Regions from separate parts of the Mus musculus genome. Here regions 2, 3 and 4 are each linked to region 1. Evidence: chromatin contacts called from public Hi-C data. All regions are on one chromosome and are shown on one strand. Each heading gives the region's core, a stretch centred on a gene start, on an enhancer-like site or on the middle of the called end of the contact. The rest is flanking DNA. Distances are from core to core; before and after follow the strand shown. Region 1 holds the start of Mkks (McKusick-Kaufman syndrome). Region 2 holds the start of Pet117 (PET117 homolog). Region 3 holds the start of Dtd1 (D-tyrosyl-tRNA deacylase 1). Region 4 holds the start of Rrbp1 (ribosome binding protein 1).

Region 1 (4,718 bases), core at 716-3,215:
CACATCAAGAACCTGCTGTGCAATACACGCTCCTGCCGCAGCCTGGACTCAGTGATAGATAGGTAAGGACTGGTACTCAGTGATAGATAGGTAAGGACTGGTACTGTGCTTTGATCACCGGAAAAGGGAGGATGTGTTTTTCCTTTGCCTTAAAAAAAAAAATGTTGTTGAGATTCCATGAGGCAGGGTCACATGTAACCTGTGCTGGCCTCCAATTCATTATGCTAGACAAGAAAATGAAAATAAAATATTCAGCTGGGCGTGGTGGCGCACGCCTTTAATCCCAGCACTTGGGAGGCAGAGGCAGGCAGATTTCTGAGTTTGAGGCCAGCCTGGTCTACAGAGTGAGTTCCAGGACAGCCAGAGCTACACAGAGAAACCCTCTCTCTAAAAAACAAAGAAACAAAAAAATTAAATTAAATAATAAAATAAAATTTCAGATTCTCAAGAAACAGGTTTTGTGGTTTTGTGTGTGTGTGTGTGTGTGTGTGAAAGTGTGGAAGCCAGGTAAGCAATGAAGGAAATAAGAAAACTTTTACAGCACAGAAAAGCTGCAAAGACAGAATGGATGGCACTTATGTTTGTCTGAGGACAGTTAATAAAGAGTTGGCAAGTGATCAGATGTGTGAACTTCTGGATACCTAATCTACATATACAGAGGTGTTAGGCAATACCAGAAATTTTGAGCAAACATGACAATCAACTTTAACTTCTATTACAAATTAGTTATCTTCAGAAAATTAATTAGAAACCAGTAAATAACAATAACGAAAAACCTCCAGACCACCTCACATCCAAACTATACATAGTTGCTTATTTGGGGTAATCTCTCCATGGCAGGTTGTGCATGTTTGATATCAACAGACACTAACCAGACTCTGTGTCCACTGAGGTGCCTGGGTCATGTTCAGAGAATAAGGGGAAAAAGCAAGAAATGATGAGAGATATGTAAATCTCAGAAACTGGCTAACAACCCGAGAGTAAAACTCCAGAATGACAACTGTCTTTTTGCTTGCCTTGAGTAGTTTAGGCTGTTCATTTCCCCCAACGTGTCAACTTATTGCTTTCTCAAGATGCCAGCAACTGTAAATAACGTGCATTTTAAAGGTATTTCCAGTTCCTGTGGCATTATGGGTCTGTCATTTCAGTTACAATTCTTGTGCATGTGAGTTTGAGGAAGCTCTATTCAAACTCTACCTGATATTGGTCACTCCTCCTCACCCACACTGATCCATCATCAGATAGTCACATCCTGAAGCTACTTTGTTTTTATTGTTGTTGTTTTGTTTAGTTTGTTTGTTTTCCGAGACAGGGTTTCTCTGTGTAGCTCTGACTGTCCTGGAACTCACTGTGTAGACCAGGCTGGCCTCCAACTCAGAAATCCGCCTGCCTCTGCCTCCCAAGTGCTGGGATTAAAGGCGTGCACCACCACCGCCCCGCTCTGAAGCTACTTTGAAAGCTGTCCTTGGGCCAATCCGGTAGCCAGGTGCCTCTGTATCCCCGCCCCCAAATACCCTTGTCCCAACCACTCGCGACCTTTCCGTGCGGGGACGCGGTGAGGCCGCAGGCTGGCTTCTCCACCAGCGGCCTGGCCCCTCTCACCTGCCCACCAGCAGCTGCACCTCTAGGTCAGGCCACCTTCACCACCAGAAACCAGAAATCGCGCTTGCACAGCAACCAACCACGCAGCGGAGCGCCACCACCTTTGCCCTGCGCGGCAAGAAGGCGCATGCGCAACTCTATGCTCACGCGCACCACCCCTCCTTCCCCCGCCCCTCTTCCGGGGTTTGCGTGAAGCTCCCGCAAAGGAAAGCTGCGGCCGTCACCGGAAATCTTACGGGCAGACGTGTATTCTGTCTGTGCGCGCTACCAAAATTGAAAGGTCACATCACATCACATCACAGCACCAAGAAGGTGGCAGAGCGTGCGGCTCTCTGCTCTCTCGAAAGGTATTTGTAGAACGAATGAAGCTGTTACCAGTCCTAGGTGGCGTTTCCTCTGTTCTGACCAATCACAAGGCGCCTTGCCCTGTCACTCAGTTGTCAATTCCCACCTCTCTCAGGACGCCCTAAGCTGTAGAAACTGGCTCCGCCCTGCCGGTCCGAGTGACGTCAGAGAGCGAACATGCGCAGACAGAGCCTGTCGCCATGCAGGAAACTTCCGCCCAGTCTAGGAGCGGGGTTGGCAGAAGTCGGGAGTCTTCAATTCAGTGCCGGATCCGGTTGGTTAATTTCCTTGGCTTTGCCTTTCTTTTTTTTTTCTTCAGAGATAAGTCTTTTATTCTTTTGAACCACCCGAAGCATTATGAAATTATGTTTAAACATATTTTATTTCGCTTTTCTCTGGCACCGTGAAAGGCACCTTTATTTTTCAACGTATCTTTTAATCTTCCTCATTAAAAATATTTTCTACTCTTGCCCTATAGTTTTGTGATACGAAAAACACGGCTTTTGTTGTTGTTGTCCATCAGTACATATCGTTGACGTACAGTGATACATTATCTGCCAATTGTATTTGTGGCTTTTCCAACCTCTTAAAAAAAAAAAAAAAATCCGCTTTGGCCGCCATTTTTATTTTGGTCTCCATAAAGCGTTGATATCATCGACAGAAGCCATTTTTCGTTTGGGCAGTTCTTTCCGGCTATCCCATTACCTTAGCCAGGGCTTCGGGCGCCATCGTAGGTGCTGGCAGTGGCTTCCAACCGAATGAAGTCGATAATGCCATCTTGTGTTTGGGCGCTGGTTGCATTCTCTAACGTGCGAGGGGACGCTGGGAAACGGGAAGTAAGCCAAAGCTGCTGAAGCTTGGTCTGCCGCCTTTTTAGTCTGAGTTTTCCCGTTCAGGTACTATACTAGTCCACCAGTGACCCCGGACAGTAACAAAGCATTACAGCCCGAACCCACCTCCCGCCACCATCGTAGGTAAGAGCGTGTGATACTTCGTTCGGATAACCCAGCTCTTCCCTCAGTTGGACCGAACTGTTTGGCCATCTTATACCAATACGTATTTTTGTTTTGGATTTTGGGACTTAACACAATTTTTCTCTTAGGTATTCCTTCTCTTTCCATTAGAATTGTTAAACACCACTGTTCAGGAAGACTGAGATTTAAAGGGACAATAACGTTGAGGGAATTTCCGTAGAATAACAAAGCAAAATGGATGGAACAGCAAATTTGATCATTAATTGTATGGCTTTCTGCATCTATAGAGGTGAATATAGCTCCCAGAGGACTTTAAAATGTGATCAGCTGTGTTTGTATATTCTTCCCATTCATTCATTCATTCATTGAATTTGTTGAATACTTAGCTAGTTTTGTGCTATAAAATATAGAAGTAAACTTCAAAACAAAACAAAACGAAACCTCCTTTTCATCCACTTGCTTTGATATATCCAAAGCTGGGACCAGGAACATAATGTTCTAATGTTTTTTTTTTTAGCACTGCTGGACAAGCAACTTCATGTTCTCACTTCTCGTATTTCTTGGATACTGTATATAGCCATAATTGTAAGGCTAATAGTCCAGGTAGCATGGCCTTGTTGCTCAGTGTAATCATCGACCAGCCATCCCAGCATCTTCTGGGAGCATGTTTCTTGGAATGAGTAGAAGCTGCACTTGGGCACAGTATAATAGTGACTTGGAAACTTTGGACTGTGGCTTACCTTAGCTTTTTGTAGCACCAGGCTTTCTTCTGTGTCTTCTTGTATGAGAAAAGAAAATCAGTAGTTCTCAACCTTGGCTGCCCATGACAGTCACCTGGGAAGCTTCTAAACCAGACTTCAGACCAGTTGCAGATAGAAATGGAGACTATGTGGAATATAGATGACACTAAGGTATTTGAGACATGGTTTTCATGCTGTTAGGCGTAAGATTGGTTTTCACCTTCCCTCTTGGCTTTACTTAAAATACCATGGAGACAGGGAGGAGTATTAGGTTGGGTGGGTGTTGAACCAATGTCCCAGTGACTGGTTACCTTGTCAACCAGCTTCCCAGTAATTGTTACTTTGCCATATATGTCTTTTCCTTAGTCTAAGTGGGAAAGAAGAATGAACACCATTTGTTTTACTGAGTCTCACATGAATGTTTCCATTGTGGATATTCATGTTTTATGAGTATGTAGGAAAACATTATTACACTGAAATATTGCTTGTTTGCAATTTTTACAGTGCTACTAAGGGTAGTGATGTAGTGTGGATGGGTAAAAAAATCAGTTCTGAAACGTCTTCCCTGACTGTACATCCTACTTCCTTCACCCCAGCTCCATCTCTGAGATCTAAAAGACAGTTACCCACCCTTGTGCTTGAGTTTCCTAACTTGTAAGGTAGGACTCCTGTGAGAGTTAGCTAAGTTAATACAAGCAATGTGCTTCCTAAGTACCTGGCATGGGCTGGAGAGCTGGCCCAGAGTCAAGAGCTGTGTGCTGTTCTAGACAACCTGAGTTTAGTTCCCAGCACCTATGTCAGGCAGTTCACGATTGCCTGTAACTCCAGCTTCTTGGGAACTCAGAGGTGTCTGATGTCTGCGGGTGCCTACACTCACATGTGCAAAGGTGCACACAGTCACACCCCCATGCACATAAATTAAAAAAATTCTTTTAAGAAGTACCTGGCATATACTAGCAGCTATGAAAATATTACCTGTAGCTGTATATTTTATTATATTATAATTACAAGTTTGGATTATTAAGATTTTATTTATACATTCCCATGACTGAAATTC
Region 2 (4,979 bases), core at 2,131-4,630, 7.5 Mb after region 1:
GAGAGAAGTTGCCATGTTCCAGCAAGGTAGGTATGGGGCACTGGTCCATGGTGGAGTTCGGGCACAGCAGCCAGCAGCAGCAAAACAGCAGCAGGGCATGCAAAGGCGGATGGGCAAGTTTAAGGACTGAAGAGAGGCTGTCTCTTCTTATCCTTAAACTGTATCAATACTTAAAATGTGTGAGTCCTGTCACTCTGAAGTGGAGCGCCCCGATGATGTTTGGGGTACTCTCTCCTCCTTCTTTCCGGTTGGCCACAGTTGGTAAAAAGGACTCTCACTGTTGCCTATTGCTGCTTCTCCTTTGAGCGATGTGGTCCTTGGGATGAGCCTAAGGGAACCCACCAGAGATGATCACTCAGACAGTTTATAGGCAAATCAAAGTCTTTATTCCAGCCAGCTGGACCTGTTCTTGGTATTAGGGTAAGGGTTTTAAAGACAAAGACCATACATCTTGATACCTCACTTGGCAGCTGCAAGTCTGAGGTTTGCACAAGCAGGCAGTTTAACAGAAGCTAAGATAAGTTAGGTAGGGCATATGGACCTTGGGATGGTGTACTGGCTAGTTTTGTGTGTCAACTTGACACAAACTGGAGTTGTCACAGAAAAAGGAGCCTCCCTTGAGGAAATGCCTTCATGAGATCCAGCTCTAAGGCATTTTCTCAATTAGTGATCAAGCCGGGTAGGGCCTATTGTGGGTGGTGCCATCCTTGGGCTGGTAGTCCTGGGTTCTATAAGAAAGCAAAGCGAGCAAGCCAGGGGAAGCAAGCCAATAAGTAACATCCCTCCATGGTCTCTGCATCAGCTCCTGCTTCCTGACCTGCTTGAGTTCCAAGTCCTTGACTTCCTTTGGTGATGAACAGCAATGTGGAAGTATAAGCTAAATAAATCCTTTTCTTCCCAACTTGCTTCTTAGTCATGATGTTTGTGCAGGAATAGAAACCCTGACTAAGACAGATGGGTATAGAATGGAGTTGGGTAATTTTCCACAGGATTCTTCATCAAGCAGATCAAATCCTAGTTAAACCAAAGTGGCCTCAGCAAGAGTACAAGATGGAGGAGCCTCTTCTTGTCCTGTCACAAGCCTTCCTAGCACTTCAGGTGTAACTTAAATGTAAGAGTTAACTGAACATGGTAAATAATATGTGGTCATCAGTGATGCTTTCTCTGAAAGACCTTGGCATAAAAGAGGGAAAAATAAGACTTACTTAGTAGACGTTTCCAATTGCCCAGTAAACTATTTTCTTTAATTACAGTGCCCACTCCTAAAAATACACCCAAACTAGATGTTCTAGCAACTATTTTAAAGTAAATAAATAAGTTGCTTTTCAGGATCTGATGGCACACAGTCATTCAGCTACTAAGGTAAGTAATAATAATTATAAAAAACATCTTGCTTTGGTTTGTAATCATTGGCCTACACTTTAGACACAACACTTACAGCTGCCTCCTCCTCCTCCTCCTCTTGAGACATTGTTTCTGTGTGTAGTCCTGGCCATCCTGGAACTAGCTCTGTAGACGAGGCTGGCCTCGAACTCAGAGTTCTGCCTACCTCTGCTTCCCCAGGGCTGGGATTAAAGGTGTATACCACAACTGCCTAGCATAAGAGATTTTTAAAAACAAAATACATTTAAAGAAGACAAATTGGAAAATTAATCACAATAGAATGCATGGTCATTTATACTTCTGGTGTCATTCCAAGGCCATTCATAGCTGTTACACTCGCTGATTTACTGGATGAAAAGTCTGGGGTTATCATAAATAAAAAGTATTGTGGCATGATTTTTCCTTAGGGAAATATGCAAAAATAACTTGAATCTCTTCTCATTCTAAAAGTCACTGGTCCCAAACTCTATTTTCACATTCAAAGATATAACCTGGGCTGGTGAGATGGTTCAACAGGTAAGAGCACTGACTGCTCTTCCAAAGGTCCTATGTTCAAATCCCAGAAACCACATGGTGGCTCACAACCACACGAAATGAGATCTGATATCCTTTTCTGGTGTGTATAATAATAAATAAATCTTTGTGCTGGCGCAAGCAGAGGTCCTAAATTCAATTTCCAACAACCACATGAAGGTTCACAACCATCTGTACAGCTACAGTGTATTCATATACATAAAATAAATCTTTAAAAATAAATAAACCTAGATTCTTTAAAAAATAAATTAAAGTCGGGCGTGGTGTCGCATGCCTTTAATCCCAGCACTCAGGAGGCAGAGGCAGGCGGATTTCTGAGTTTGAGGCCAGCCTGGTCTACAAAGTGAGTTCCAGGACAGTCAGGGCTACACAGAGAAGCCCTGTCAAAACAAACAAACAAAGAAACAAACAAAAAACACCAAAAAAATTAATTAAAAAAAAAAAACCAAAGATATAACCAATGCAGTATGCTAACTGTTCATAATAGTATTTTCTTCATGCCGTTTGGGTTCACTTAACAGAGAACGAAAGAGCAAAGCATACTGAGACGAAGTGAATGTTGGGGAAACACTGGGAATACCTAATCAAGGCCTGAATGAGCCTTATCATTGTTGTCTATCGGTTTTCAGCAGCAGCTTTGAATGTGTACTTTCCTGGGTAAGAGTGATTTACTGATATGCCATTCTTCATTGGCATCACAAATACTTAAAAGTTCTGGGAAGCCAAGTCTCTTTTTTAATTTAAGGGGTAAGTGCAAATGACACCATCCTTAGCCTCTTGTGAACTACTCTGACACAAGGATCTTACAAGCATTCCTGAAAGGCTCCAAGGGCATCAACGACATTTTTTTTTTCTTTTGGTTTTTTGAGACAGGGTTTCTCTGTATAGCCCTGGTTGTCCTGGAACTCACTTTGTAGACCAGGCAGGACTCGAACTCAGAAATCCGCCTGCCTCTGCCTCGGGAGTGGTGGGATTAAAGGCGTGAGCCACCACGCCGGGCAACGCCATTTCTTAAGATTACAGGAGCTAAACATGTCCGGATCCTTGCCTGACCCAGTGCATTTCCCAACAGAAGTTTAGTAGGCAACAAGGTGTAGCCGAGGCTGAGGCAGGATTGCGAGTTTGAAGCTAGTTTGAGCTGCACAGCAATACCTTGTCAAAAAACCAACCACCCAGCTTTTAGACTCTAAGAAAATTTAGGGTCTGATCAGTCGCCCCATAGCGACCAGATGTCCTCCGTACATACTCCACTGGCACTCCCAACCCCACCCTCGCGACTCCAAAGCAGCCCAGCACTGCGACTTCCTGGTGAAGGCGGTCCCCAAATAGGAAAGCCAGGGCCCCAGGCAGCCACTCCCAAGAAGCAGCGAAGCGGGCCAGGGGTTACGCTCGGCGCTCGATTGCTAGAGCCTGGCGACGATAGCACTTGCAACGGCTCTGCGCTCGAGAGGTCGAGCCTGGCCCGTTGCGGCTGCGGCGGCGGCGGCGGCTGTGGCGGCGGCGGGGGCGGGCGCGGGAGCGAGTCCGCGGCCGGGAGCGGGAATGTCGAGGAGTTCGAAGGCAGTGCTGGGCCTCTCGGTGCTGCTGACGGCGGCCACGGTGGCCGGCGTGCATCTGAAGCAGCGGCAGGACCGGCAGGTCGGTGTCACGTGACCGCGTCTTCCGGGGCGCCGAGCCCGCAGCTGTCCCTGCGCGCGTGGCGGGCCGGGCGGGCTGCAAGGGCGCGTTCAGGACGCCGACTTCTCTCCCCCAGCCACGAGGCGGGAGACTGGGGCGGAAGCCTCGGGGCAGGGGTGTAGTCCAGAGTTAGAGAGTTGCTAGGGTGAGCTCGAGGCCCTGGGGGCAGCACAGCCCACAAAGCCTTACCCAGGAATTGTTAAATCCGGAGATAAAGCAGCTCACACCCAGCACACCCCCCAGTGCCTTTGGCTAAAGAAACTTGAGATTTTTGCAACTTGCATTAACAAAACATTTTGCTACTGGACTTAGGTTCTGGAAAGGATAAAAGGTAGCGAGCGCCCTTCACGTTTTCTTTTAATGGCTTTCTTTCGGAGAATAACTGGCTTATTAATCAGCGACTAACCGACTCTTCCTCATTCCAGTTTGCAACGCTGGCTAGTGCGCTGAGCACACTGAGAACACATAGTTAATTATAACCTCTCGAGATTGTTCTTTTTATAATGGTGCCACACTGTGCTGGCCAGTACTTGGTATTTGCCCTTTCAAGCAATACCTTTACAGTTATTTGGTTTGAATCGGATTTGCCATGGGCAGAAGTTACTGAAAGCCTCAAGAGTCACCAGACCATCGACCTTTGTATTCACAAACTAGGAATTGCAATGAAACTAGGCTTGCAAATTCAGAACCATTTTGAGGAGCAGGGTCGATGTGCAGTGATGGAGAAGCACACAAGGAATTAAAGATTTGGGATTAAAATATGGTTCCCCAGGGATATCTTCTGGAGTAGAAGCAAGAAACTTCCTTCTTGGGAGGAAAAGGAAAAGATGGTGGTTCTAATTAAACTTGGAAGACAGGGTGTCTGTGTCCTCCTGATGTGTTTTGGAGACAGCGTTTGCTATCAGTTTTGTTTCAAACTCTGTTCCCCTGAGAAGTTTTTACAGTATGAGCAGACCAATTAAATCAGATCTCTGGAGCATGGAGACTCAGCTGTGTTCCAAAAGGCACGCCAAAGGCTTTAATGAAACGGTTGAGAATCACAGTTAGAGAATGGAAGTGTGCAAAGATCTAGTTATTTCTTGGAAGTTAGTGACCAAGACATACTGACCAAAATAAGCTGTCCAGTAGCTATTCATTAGCGACTTACTGTAACATCGAGGAAGGTAGATGTCTTGAAAACTTCAAGGTGGCAGTAAAGGAAATAATGGCTTGTTTTCTGTCTACCCACACCAGACACAGTGTTTTTCACTTTACAGACATTGTCTTTAACTCTCAAAGGAACTTAGTAGACATCAATTACAGATGGTTCCTAACTTAAAGATGGTTAACTTGGTTTTATGTATGTGTTTGGGTGTTTTTTTTTTAAAGATTTATTTATTTATTAT
Region 3 (4,825 bases), core at 624-3,123, 7.7 Mb after region 1:
CTGAGCCATCACTCCAGCCCCCAGGGAGTGCCTTTACCCATTGAGCCAGACTTTTTTCCCTGGATGTGAAAAACTGACTACTTGATAGAATGTTCCTGATTTAGGTTTTTTAAACAATTAGATGCAGAGTCTCCTGCAGTGCAGTTTGCATTTCGATTGTACAGTTCCACCCTTGAACTGATGCTCCTGCCTCTCTACCTCCTGAGCGCTGGGATTCCAGGTAAGTGTTGCCATCCCTGGCTTATATGATGCTAAGGGCTGAACCTAGGGCTTCCTACATGGTAGCTAAGTACTATGTTCCACTGAGCTACACTTCTAGCCCCAGGTTAAGTTTTGTTGTTGCAGAATTACCACTGTATCCTTCAATATCAGGAAGCATGTGACTGACACCCATTGATCTTGCTGCTGCTGCTGCTGGTGGTATCCTTGACAATTTAACTCATGCAATTTTGCATTCACTATTTAATATTTAAGCATAATATAAAAGGCTCCCAGTCCTTAGCACAACTGACTCCATAAAACTCAGTATGTAGATAGTACCACTTGCCAGAGTGAAAAGGAAGACCGAATCTATCAAATGCACTAAGCTTGCCTTTTGACTTCTGTAATTGCTTTAGCCTAACTGTGCTTATTAACTGAAGTATGTCAACCGAGGAATTTTTTTTTTTTTTTTGCTTAAATGCTCACTCTAAAAGAATCTGAGCTTTAATGAGATCCTGAACACCCAGTGTAGTTGCCAGTTGGCTAATAAAGACTTTCTACTGGCTTAACCCCGGTCTGAGTAGTCTTATCTGATGGATACCCCACAATAATACACATTTCTAGGCCTTTTTTGTTTTTGTTTTTGTTTTTTTGGGGGGGTGAGGGGGAAAGCAACATCTCACTCTGTATTTCATGCTGGCCTTGAACTTCAGCGTGATCCTCATACTGCAGCCTCCAGAATGCTTGGATCACAGATGTTCAACCACCATTCCTTAGAGTATTTCGGGCCAAATAACAGTTCTATCAAATTGCTTTCTAACAAATGCTTTTCTGAATCTGCTAATCCTGGAAGAGGCGTTCAAAGCAAAGACACTCTGAAATGGGTGAACTTTTTCTGATACTCCTATTTCGTTTTTAAGGGAAAGTCTCATTACATTGCCCACATTGGTGGTCTTGAACTCATGGACTTAAAACACTTTCCCGCTTCATCTCAAGTAGCTGGGACTATCTCCCCCCCCCCCCATTCTTCTTTTTCTTTGTTTAATTATAAACACATGGACTACCACTGGACTATGAAGATGTTATTTTTTAGTGATGAAAACTTAGTACAGTAATAGCTATACAGTTCTTTGCAGCCATCTAAGCATCTTTACAGCCCATCCAAATTTCCTAACAACCCTATGATAGGGCTAAGTATTAGATTTGTATTAGGAAGGAATTAGAATTCTAGACTGATAGACCTATTAACTATTGTGTCTAAGGTAAATCAATAGTTATGTAGTTAAATGGCTATGTTAGCAGCAGGTCCTTTTGTTTTTAGCAACAGGATTGCTGCTGAGGCTACAGAACAAGTGAAGATTTTGGAAAATCTGTGACCGGAGGATTGGAAAAGAGGGAGAAAAGCAGGAAAAAAACTTAAGGGTAAAACTGAAAGAGAAAGAAACTGGAGCAGAAATTAATGAGTGTCTGGACATAGTGGAGACTAGGCTGGCAGTTTGGGACTATAGTGCTTAAGAAGGAGTTCAGGGGTGGATAGGGCGGCGCCTACCACAAATGGACTAGGTTATGCATAGGTGACAGGTGAGGGTGATTGACATGGGCGGGGCCAATTGGATAGGTGTGGCCGACGTGGGCGGGACGCAGCTCTGTGGAATGGGTCCTCACGGAGCTCTTCCGGTGTTGCCGGTAGAGGGCGCCGGTCGAGGAGCCACCGGCGGAGTCGCAAGGTCTGACCACACAGCAAATTCCAGTCGCTACAGCCGCCGCCATGAAGGCCGTGGTGCAGCGCGTCACTCGGGCTAGCGTCACAGGTCAGTCGGGCGGGCCGGGGAGAGAGCAGCCTCTGACCCCCGCGACCCGCTGTTCCGTGTGAGGGTTCCCCGCAGCCCCGAGTTACCGGGCAGCCTCTGGGCAGCGCCGTGGCCGAGAAGATCCGGCACGTGCCTGGCCGCTCATGGGTTCAGGCTCCGTGCTTTCGTTGCTACATAAACCCTCATCTCCGTCGTCATCACCATTATAATCATCATCATTATCTTTGTGAGTGTGTGTGTGTGTTCCTCACAGACAAGGTGCCAGAACCTGTGAGCATCCCCAGGGCCCGTTGTTGAATGCACTGTTGCACAAACAACACATAGGGGAGATTTCCGGAGCGGAATCGCTCGTTTATCCACCGCTCTGTCTGAGATGTAGCATTTTAACAACCCCCTTTTGCATATCTTTTCTTTTTAAAATAGAACTTGGCTCATGATAAAATGGACAGACGGAGGAATTGCTAATTGTTTGAGCTCTGGCAGCTTTGAGCAAATATCTGCTGGCATCCTCACTGGGTGCAGAACATCCCTTGCTTGCACCTGGATGTCGGTCTCTGAACCTTCAGCCATGGGTCAGAACCACAGAATTCAAGATGACGTGCTTCTCTTTCCCATTAATTAATATAGACCCAGATGCTCAGCCATTAGCCATCAGTTGAATGTGGGAGGCTAGTTGAAATATTCAGGATCCAGCTACTGTAGTTATTTGAAAAGTGTTAAAAAAATAGAAACGACTGGTGCCATTCTTTTAGTCTTTTAAGTTAAAGAAATAAATACATTTATTTATTTGGTGTGTGTGTTTCTGTGTGTAACAGGCCAGAGAACAATTTAGATGTGCCACCACCATGTGGGTCCTTGGGATTCAACTCATGGAATTAGGCTTGGCAGCAAGTCTACCCATCACTCATTTAGCTAGCTTGCTTTCTCTCTTTCTTTCTTTCTTTCTTTCTTTCTTTCTTTCCTTTTCGAGACAGGGTTTCTCTGTTTAGCCTTGTCTGGCCAGGAACTCACTCCGTAGACTAGGCTGGCCTTGAACTCACAGATCCACCTGCCTCTGCCTCCCAAGTGCTGGGATTAAAGGTGTCTACCACCATTGCCCAGCTGTGTTTATAGAGGCAGAAGTACATTTTCAGGTCAGATGCCAAGGCCTGTAGTCACAGCCACTTTGGAGGCTGGGGAAGGAGCTGTGTTGAGCCCAGGAATTGGACAACAGAAAGCAGATTGGACAACAAAAGAGTCTCTAAGATTCCCCCTCCTCACCAAAGCTTCAGATCAAGCAATACAGATATCTTTTTCTTTAAACCATTTTATACTAAATACATGGTTTTGAGTTTAAAGCTAGACCCAAGACTCCTCCCCAACCAAGTAGCCAAACCACATATTTAGACTCGAGAGTCCACCTTCTAATCCTGCTTAATGAGTTGCAAGCTGTTCTGTTAACTTTGGTTTTGGAAATCATCCTGGACTAATAAGGAGCAGAATAGGAGAGGAGTTTATGGGACTCTAATAACATTTCAGTAAATATTGAGCACATGAAAACTGGAAAAATTCACTGATGAAAGATGGTTTTGCTCTTTGGGGGGGAGAAGCTGTCTACTTGATGTGGTTATCACCAACAGATTTAAATTTTGAGCTTTGGCTCCTTAAGCCCCCAATCCCGCTGATCTGGACTTTGGAAAATGTACCTTTGCTTGTAGGTGGTGGCCTATTCCTATCATCCCAGCACCCTGGGTTGAGTCCAGCATGGGCCACCTACCTGGTGAGTTGAAGTGCAGACTGAAGCTACCTAGTGAAACCCTCTCCTACCAAACCAAGCCTGGCATGTGTGAGGCCCTGGGCTGGCACTTGCACAAAGTGTCTAACACTCTTGGGATTTCCCTAGGGAGCCCTTTGATCATACTCGAGCGTAAGCTAATGAGAAATTTCAGGATAAGAGTGAGGGAGTGACCTGAATGACAGTCACTTGCTGAGAGTGGATGGGCCATTGCCTGTAGTTTCCAGGTATGTTCCAGGATATGTTTGAGTAGTAATGGGTCATTCTCAAGAAGTTGTGAAGGGGAACAACTTATTTCCACCATTTGAAGCAATTATGAAGGGCCTGTATGGTGACTTAGCCAGTTACAAGCGTTTGCCACCAAGCCTGAGGACCTGAAGAGAGAACTAACTCCTACAAGTTGTCCTCTGACCTCCACATGCATGCACACATCCATGTCACATGAGTAGATGAATCAACATAAAAATCCAGTCAACTGTAATAATGTAAATAAATGACCCTAATTAATGGAATGGCAAATAATGTAAATGAGACCCCAGGTGTACCTGCAGTCTATGCTTGTGGGGTCCTAGGCTGCTAAAGAGGTTGCTAGGTACATTGCTCAGAGAAGAGTGCAAAGTCCAAACCAAGTGGAGTCCTAGTTAGCTAAATGTTCCCTATGCTTGCTTGCCTCATTACTTTGATACTTGTGTGCTGAAGATAATAGTAGGAAATATTAAAAGCCATTCTTTTCTACAAGCCATGATGTTTCTGAGCATAAAGAGCATAAAACTTGGTGTGTAGTATAAAAACATTACAATTGAACATGGGAGAGTATCAAGTCTGTGTAGAGTCGTTTCGGGCAGTGTTTGTTGATGTCGTGTGGCATGTGTGCATGTTTTGTGTTCAGAACAAAGGCTGCATTGAAGTGGCTTCATGAAGCAGCATGAATGAGTACTGCCAGTGTACCTCGGACACAGTTTGTGTTTGGTTTTGCCTTAAGTTTTGGTGTCTGTGTACTCAGAAACCTTTTCTTTTTGCCAGTTTTCTTTTTCCATGT
Region 4 (5,227 bases), core at 909-3,408, 7.1 Mb after region 1:
CTCAGCCCCCAAGCGTGGGATTCTGTAGGCCTCAACTAGTCCAGAAGCCAGACAATCCAGGCTTGCCCCAGCATCTGTGCTGACCTCTTAGTAGCTCTTCTCCTGTACTAAACAGAAGGGAAGTGGCATCTCCAGGCCCTCAGAACAGGAAGCTGCTTCTAAAGAGAAACAAGTTGGCAGACCATAGTGGGCTGACCTTACAAAGTTCATTAACACATTTCTATGACAACCCCCAGCAAATCCCAGAAATTTCTCTAGGTTTAGGAAGTTAAGATAAACAATAACAGAAAAAAAAAATGTAAGGAAGTGGTGTGGATGGTGAGAGAATACTTAAGTGAAGGGCTGTGTCCAATGTGCAATTCTTCAGCCTACAATGTGAGTCTTTACACAAAATTCAACCCAGGACCCCAACCCCCACCATTAGGCTTTAAGCAAATGAACTGCTAGCTTAGCAAACAGAGATGTGGGAGGCTCTAGGGATCCATCCAAGTTTCATTTCCTTGGTGTTTCCCAGTCCTGACCTCTGACCTGAGGACTGATTGCCAAATTGCCCTCGGTTTTGCACAAGATCTCACACTTCCTGCTCAGTTCCCCTGACCTCAGTGGTGAGTGGGTGGTACTATCTTCAGGCAAGAGATAAAGAAACCCCAGGTTCAGAGGTTAGGAGACATGACCCTCCGGTGTTCATGGGGCTGGAATCCAGGTGTGCGACTTCTGCAGTGGTTGGCAGTGCAAGCCAGGCTCCACCTTGTTCCCTTGTCTCTCACGTCCCTAAACACACATCCCACAAGAACAGTCAATACCAGTTGGCTACTCCCTACACGTGCTGGGTCTCCACTGCTGTCTCTCAGATGGGGAAATGGGAAACCTCTGAGAGAAAGCATTTGGTTAGCAACTGTCGACGAAGCGTGACACCTACGGGAAAGAGTCTCTGAAGCATCCTGCACAGCCTGCAGTAAGCCCGGGTCAACCGGCCTCCCTTCCCCGGGCACTGCCGGGGAGCCTGGCGGGCCGGGACAGACGGCGGGCCCAGTGCCAGGGCGCTTGGCCCGCCGGGCCGGAGGTGCCGACTTCCGCCCAGGCCTAGCACCACGGGTCCACTAATCATGGGCGCGGGAAAGAGACGCCAGGCAGGACCCCGGGTGGCCCCAACCCTGGCCAGGTCCCGCACCCTCGTGCCGGTTCCGCGAGGACCCGCCGTGAAACGGTGCTGCGGCCCTGCCGCCAGGGGGAGCAGGGAGCCTCATCCCGTACTCCGGGAAGTTGCTACGGCCAGTCCCGGACGGCACCCGCGGCGAGCCCTGTGGCCCCCGCCCGCCCCGTCGGGGCTGCCGACGTGTCCTGTGGCCACAGCCCGCAGCCCGGGGCTCTGGGCCCCCGCGTCGCCAATCCAGTCTCAGCCCTCGTCCCAGGCCGGCCCACCGCCTTCCGCCCCCCCAACCCCCTCCGGCCCGGACTCCGGCCCGGCAACGTCATCCGGTGGCTTCCCGAAACTTAACCCCTTCCTCCGCCAGCTGTGCGCCGCCCCGCCCCGCCGCCAACTTTCTTAGCCCAACTTCGGAGCGCGCGGGCCGGCCCGACGGCCCGGCCGAGAGGGAGGGGTCGCCACGTCGTGCCGCGGGGCCGCCGCAGCTCCTGGCCTGCCGGCCGGGGGAATCCACCCCGAGGGGCGCGCTCGGCCGACGCCCCTGCACGGGCTCGGCCTGGCACACGCAGCTCCGTCCCACTCGAGGGGCCGCGGCTACCGCCAGGGCGGGCGTGCGGGCCGGCGCCGCCGGGGGAGGGGCCGCCGAGGAGACGTGTCACTCGCGGCGCGACCGGCCCGGCGCCCCGACGGCCCAGCCCGCGCGCCTCCACCGCCGCCGCCGCTGCAGGGCCCGGCCAAGTTTCTTACCTGCAGCGGGAGACGCGAGAGGGAGAGCGAGAGGGCAAGAGCAGCCGCCGCCGCCGCCGCGGAACCGCAAGAGGGGAGCCGGCCGAGCCTCCACCGAGAAGCCGCCCCTGAGCAGCTGCACACACTGCGACCCTGGCGCCGTCCGCCCCGTCCGCCGTCCGCTCCGGCCGCTCGCTGGCTGCGTGCGCGTGTGTGGAGTCGTGGCACTTTCTGCCTCGGAGCTGGCGAACGGCCCCCTCCGCCGGGATCGCCGCCTCCTGCCTTCCCCACCCGGACCAGCCATTCATCGAGCTGCCTCTTCCTATTGGTTCACTAGCCGCCACTCTGCCGGCCTCTGACCAATCAGACCGCGGACGGCCGCGCCGCGGTGGCGACCATTGGCCAAAAAGGAGGGTCTACGTCTCAGCCAATGAGAGAGAGGAGGAGCTGCGGGGAGCCGCGGGGGGCGGGGCCGAAGAGGGGCGGAGCCGCGCAGCGCAACTCTCAGCTCTGCGCGGGGGCGGGTCTCTAACTCCCCGCCCACCTAGGGAGGTCCTCTGCCGGTCCCGCCCACTCCAGGCCTCCGCTCTCCACGCCACCGCTTATTCGGATTTGGCTCCGCCTAGGCCGATAGACTGCGGTTCGAATCCCCTTGGCCGCAGGCTGCTCTTTTCCTCCACACTGCCGGGCTGAGGTGGCCGTGAATGTTACCCTCAGGAGGACTGCACAAACCGTGAACAACTGGGAAAATGCCTTATTTAAACCCAAATAACGTCACACAAAGCACCAGCCTCTGGGTCTAAAGAAGAGTTCTGCAAGGGTCAGAGCAGGGAGGATGGGGCCTTATCTATCCGTAAAGGCACTGCATTCTGCATTCCATATTTTACTGAATAAGTGGGAGAATTGAGGTGGAAGACCTGGAAAGAACAAAAGAAATAGAGGTGGAAATTTTGATAAGAAAAGCCACTCCCTAAACAGAATAATATACTGTCCTTGTACAAATCACACAGCAGAGTTACATCCATCCTGTGACACTTGATTTCAGATGTTGGGACCATGAGGTTTTGGCCCAAGAAAATATGATAGCAACCCAGGAAATTGATCTAGTGATACTCCAAATATTAGCCAGCTACCCCTTTATAAAAACAAAAAAACAACAACCAACACCTACTTAGAAGAGGGGTGCATATGCCACCATGCACCAACTCTCTGCTTGATTCTCTCCTTCCATGGCTGTTTCTAGGGATCAAAACTCAGTCAGATTGCATAGAAAGTACTTAAAAGTAGTTTCCCTGTGCCATCTCATCAACACAAAAGCCTCTCTTCAAAACCAAGTTCAATTGAAATAACTTAACTTTAAGTGCTTTTCTTTTCTTTTTTTTTTTTTTTTTTTTTGAGTCAAGGTCTCACTATGTGGCTGTCCCACAACTTGCTTTGTATAACAGGCTGGCCTAGAACTCAAAGTCACAGAGTTCCTCCTGCCTCTGTTTTCTGAGTACTGGCATTAAAGGCATGAAACACCATGCCAGCTTAAGTTTAGGTTATAACCATTTTAACTGCAGCTCTTAAAATTATTCCTTTGAGCCTGAGGCAAGATCAGCCTCTTTGAAATGAAGTTTGGTCTCTCTCCTCTGTCCCCCACCCCCCTTTCGAGTCCACACAGAATTTGATATCAGGCATATCTCTCTCTCTATTGCTCGAGCAGGGTCTGTCTATGATCCTGGAGCCCACTCCTTTAACTCAGCTGCCTGACCAGTGAGTGACGGTCTCCATCTTCACAGTGCTGGATTGTAGGTGGCACCTGGAGTGTTCACATTCATGTTGGGATTTGAACTCAGGGCCTTCATAGCAGGTACTTTACCCACTGAGCCACCTCCCCAGCCTCTAAGATTTAGTGTTCTAAAAGGCCAAAGGACTACACCTGCCCCAGCCTCTGTGGCTGCAGAGTTCCTGCCTCAGTTCCTCTGTGAGCACCCCTTTGGCCATTGCTACTTGACAGCTGTTGGTCTATAGTAAAACTGCAAGGAGAGAATACAGAGGGGTTAGGCTGAAACTAAACTATTTATTTCTGGTTTGAATCTCAGTGTCTTAGGGAATTAATGATTAATCAGCAGGAATCACTATAGATCACCTTTCCACACTCAGTCATTTTCCAGAGCTGAGATTCACTTGAAATAAAATTAAGGATCCCAGCTTCTGGTCAGCAGTTGCTAGCAGCCAGTCTGGCTGGATCATGGTGGGGCATTTACCTCCCTGGGCATAAATGGACTGTAAGACAGTTACTCTCTCTTGTGGGGATAAGTAAGAACATTTATTCATCCATTCAGTCGTGTTTGTTAGTGTCCAGGGAAGACTGCAGGCTGAGCATGCAGCCTAAAGTGATACCCAAATCCACCAAGGGCCCAAAGACTTCTCTGTGGCAGGGTTGTTCTTCATCTTGGTTCACTATTTGTCTTTAATTTTTCCCAGAAGCCGATCCTGGCAGGAGGAATTGGTTCAGATGCGGTAGTCCTTCACTCTCTGACAGAGATTAGTTCCAGGACCATCTATAGCAGGTTGCGGTGTCTGGGGATGGGCAAGTCTCATATAAAATGATTTGCATAGAGCCTCTGCACTTCCTCCCATATGCTTCAAATCCTCTCTAGATGATATACACTGCCTTTAATGCAATGTGATGCTATATAAATAGTTGTGACACTGTATTGTTTAGAGAACCATGACAGGGGAGAAAGCCCTGCACATGCCCAATACAGAGACAAGTGTCTTCCAAGTAGTTTTGAACCTCTGTTGGTTAAATCTGTGGCTGTAGAACTGTGGGTTAAAGGGCTGACTGCAGTTCATTGGGGGGGGGGGAGATGATCTGGGAAACGTTGATGGAGAACTGGGACGGGAAGAACCAACAGAGAGAGCATGGTATCAAGCAAGCAGCCACTGTGGGGTGGGAACAGCCAGGGCCTGTGTCACTGGGGGGTGCAGCAAAACCCTATAGAATACACCCCAGAGATTCTCCTCAACAGGGATGAAGATGTTGGTTACTCATTACCCATTCTTTGTACTTGTTGGCTAAAAGGCTCTTCAGCAGGGGGAGAGTCTAACTCACCTCCATCAGTAGAGAAAGAAAGTATTGTCAGGCAAAGGCAAGAAGCCCTTAGCAGGCTCATGAGTGGCAGAGGGTGCGGCGGGGGCCACTATTATACCGTCTACATGGGAACCTGCTCCTGGCACAGCGCCTGCGCGGAGGAGGGGCTGACAAATACAGGTTCTGTAAATATTATCCATTGGGCAATAGGCTCGCAGAGTCCCCAGTGGTGAGGAGTGTTTACAAAGAGGGCCCTCTATCTGTTCCTTCCCCTA

What was found. A called contact is a pair of places that touch in the nucleus more often than the background predicts.
Region 2: a Hi-C map of regulatory T cells shows a contact between it and region 1, with 8 times the contacts expected there. The contact joins the promoter of Pet117 here to the promoter of Mkks in region 1. A contact is called at or near these places in 2 of 484 Hi-C or Micro-C datasets (CD4 T cells and regulatory T cells).
Region 3: a Hi-C map of B cells shows a contact between it and region 1, with 5 read pairs. The contact joins the promoter of Dtd1 here to the promoter of Mkks in region 1. A contact is called at or near these places in 2 of 484 Hi-C or Micro-C datasets (B cells and CD4 T cells).
Region 4: a contact with region 1 is called in a Hi-C map of CD4 T cells, with 4 times the contacts expected there. The contact joins the promoter of Rrbp1 here to the promoter of Mkks in region 1. A contact is called at or near these places in 2 of 484 Hi-C or Micro-C datasets (CD4 T cells and regulatory T cells).

Annotation. Positions count from the first base shown.
Region 1 is chr2:136,889,441-136,894,158 of GRCm38.p6, forward strand. It overlaps Mkks (McKusick-Kaufman syndrome), which reads right to left and starts at 1,966. Exons shown (of 6, transcript NM_021527.2): 1 at 1,603-1,966. Slx4ip (SLX4 interacting protein) reads left to right here and starts at 2,728. Exons shown (of 8, transcript NM_028834.3): 1 at 2,728-2,921.
Region 2 is chr2:144,365,603-144,370,581 of GRCm38.p6, forward strand. It overlaps Pet117 (PET117 homolog), which reads left to right and starts at 3,381. Exons shown (of 2, transcript NM_001164813.1): 1 at 3,381-3,555. The coding sequence starts at 3,460. It overlaps Kat14 (lysine acetyltransferase 14), which reads left to right and starts at 3,433. Exons shown (of 11, transcript NM_181417.3): 1 at 3,433-3,555. It also overlaps the pseudogene Gm11701.
Region 3 is chr2:144,598,080-144,602,904 of GRCm38.p6, forward strand. It overlaps Dtd1 (D-tyrosyl-tRNA deacylase 1), which reads left to right and starts at 1,874. Exons shown (of 6, transcript NM_025314.3): 1 at 1,874-2,012. The coding sequence starts at 1,970.
Region 4 is chr2:144,009,105-144,014,331 of GRCm38.p6, forward strand. It overlaps Rrbp1 (ribosome binding protein 1), which reads right to left and starts at 2,159. Exons shown (of 24, transcript NM_024281.2): 1 at 1,895-2,159.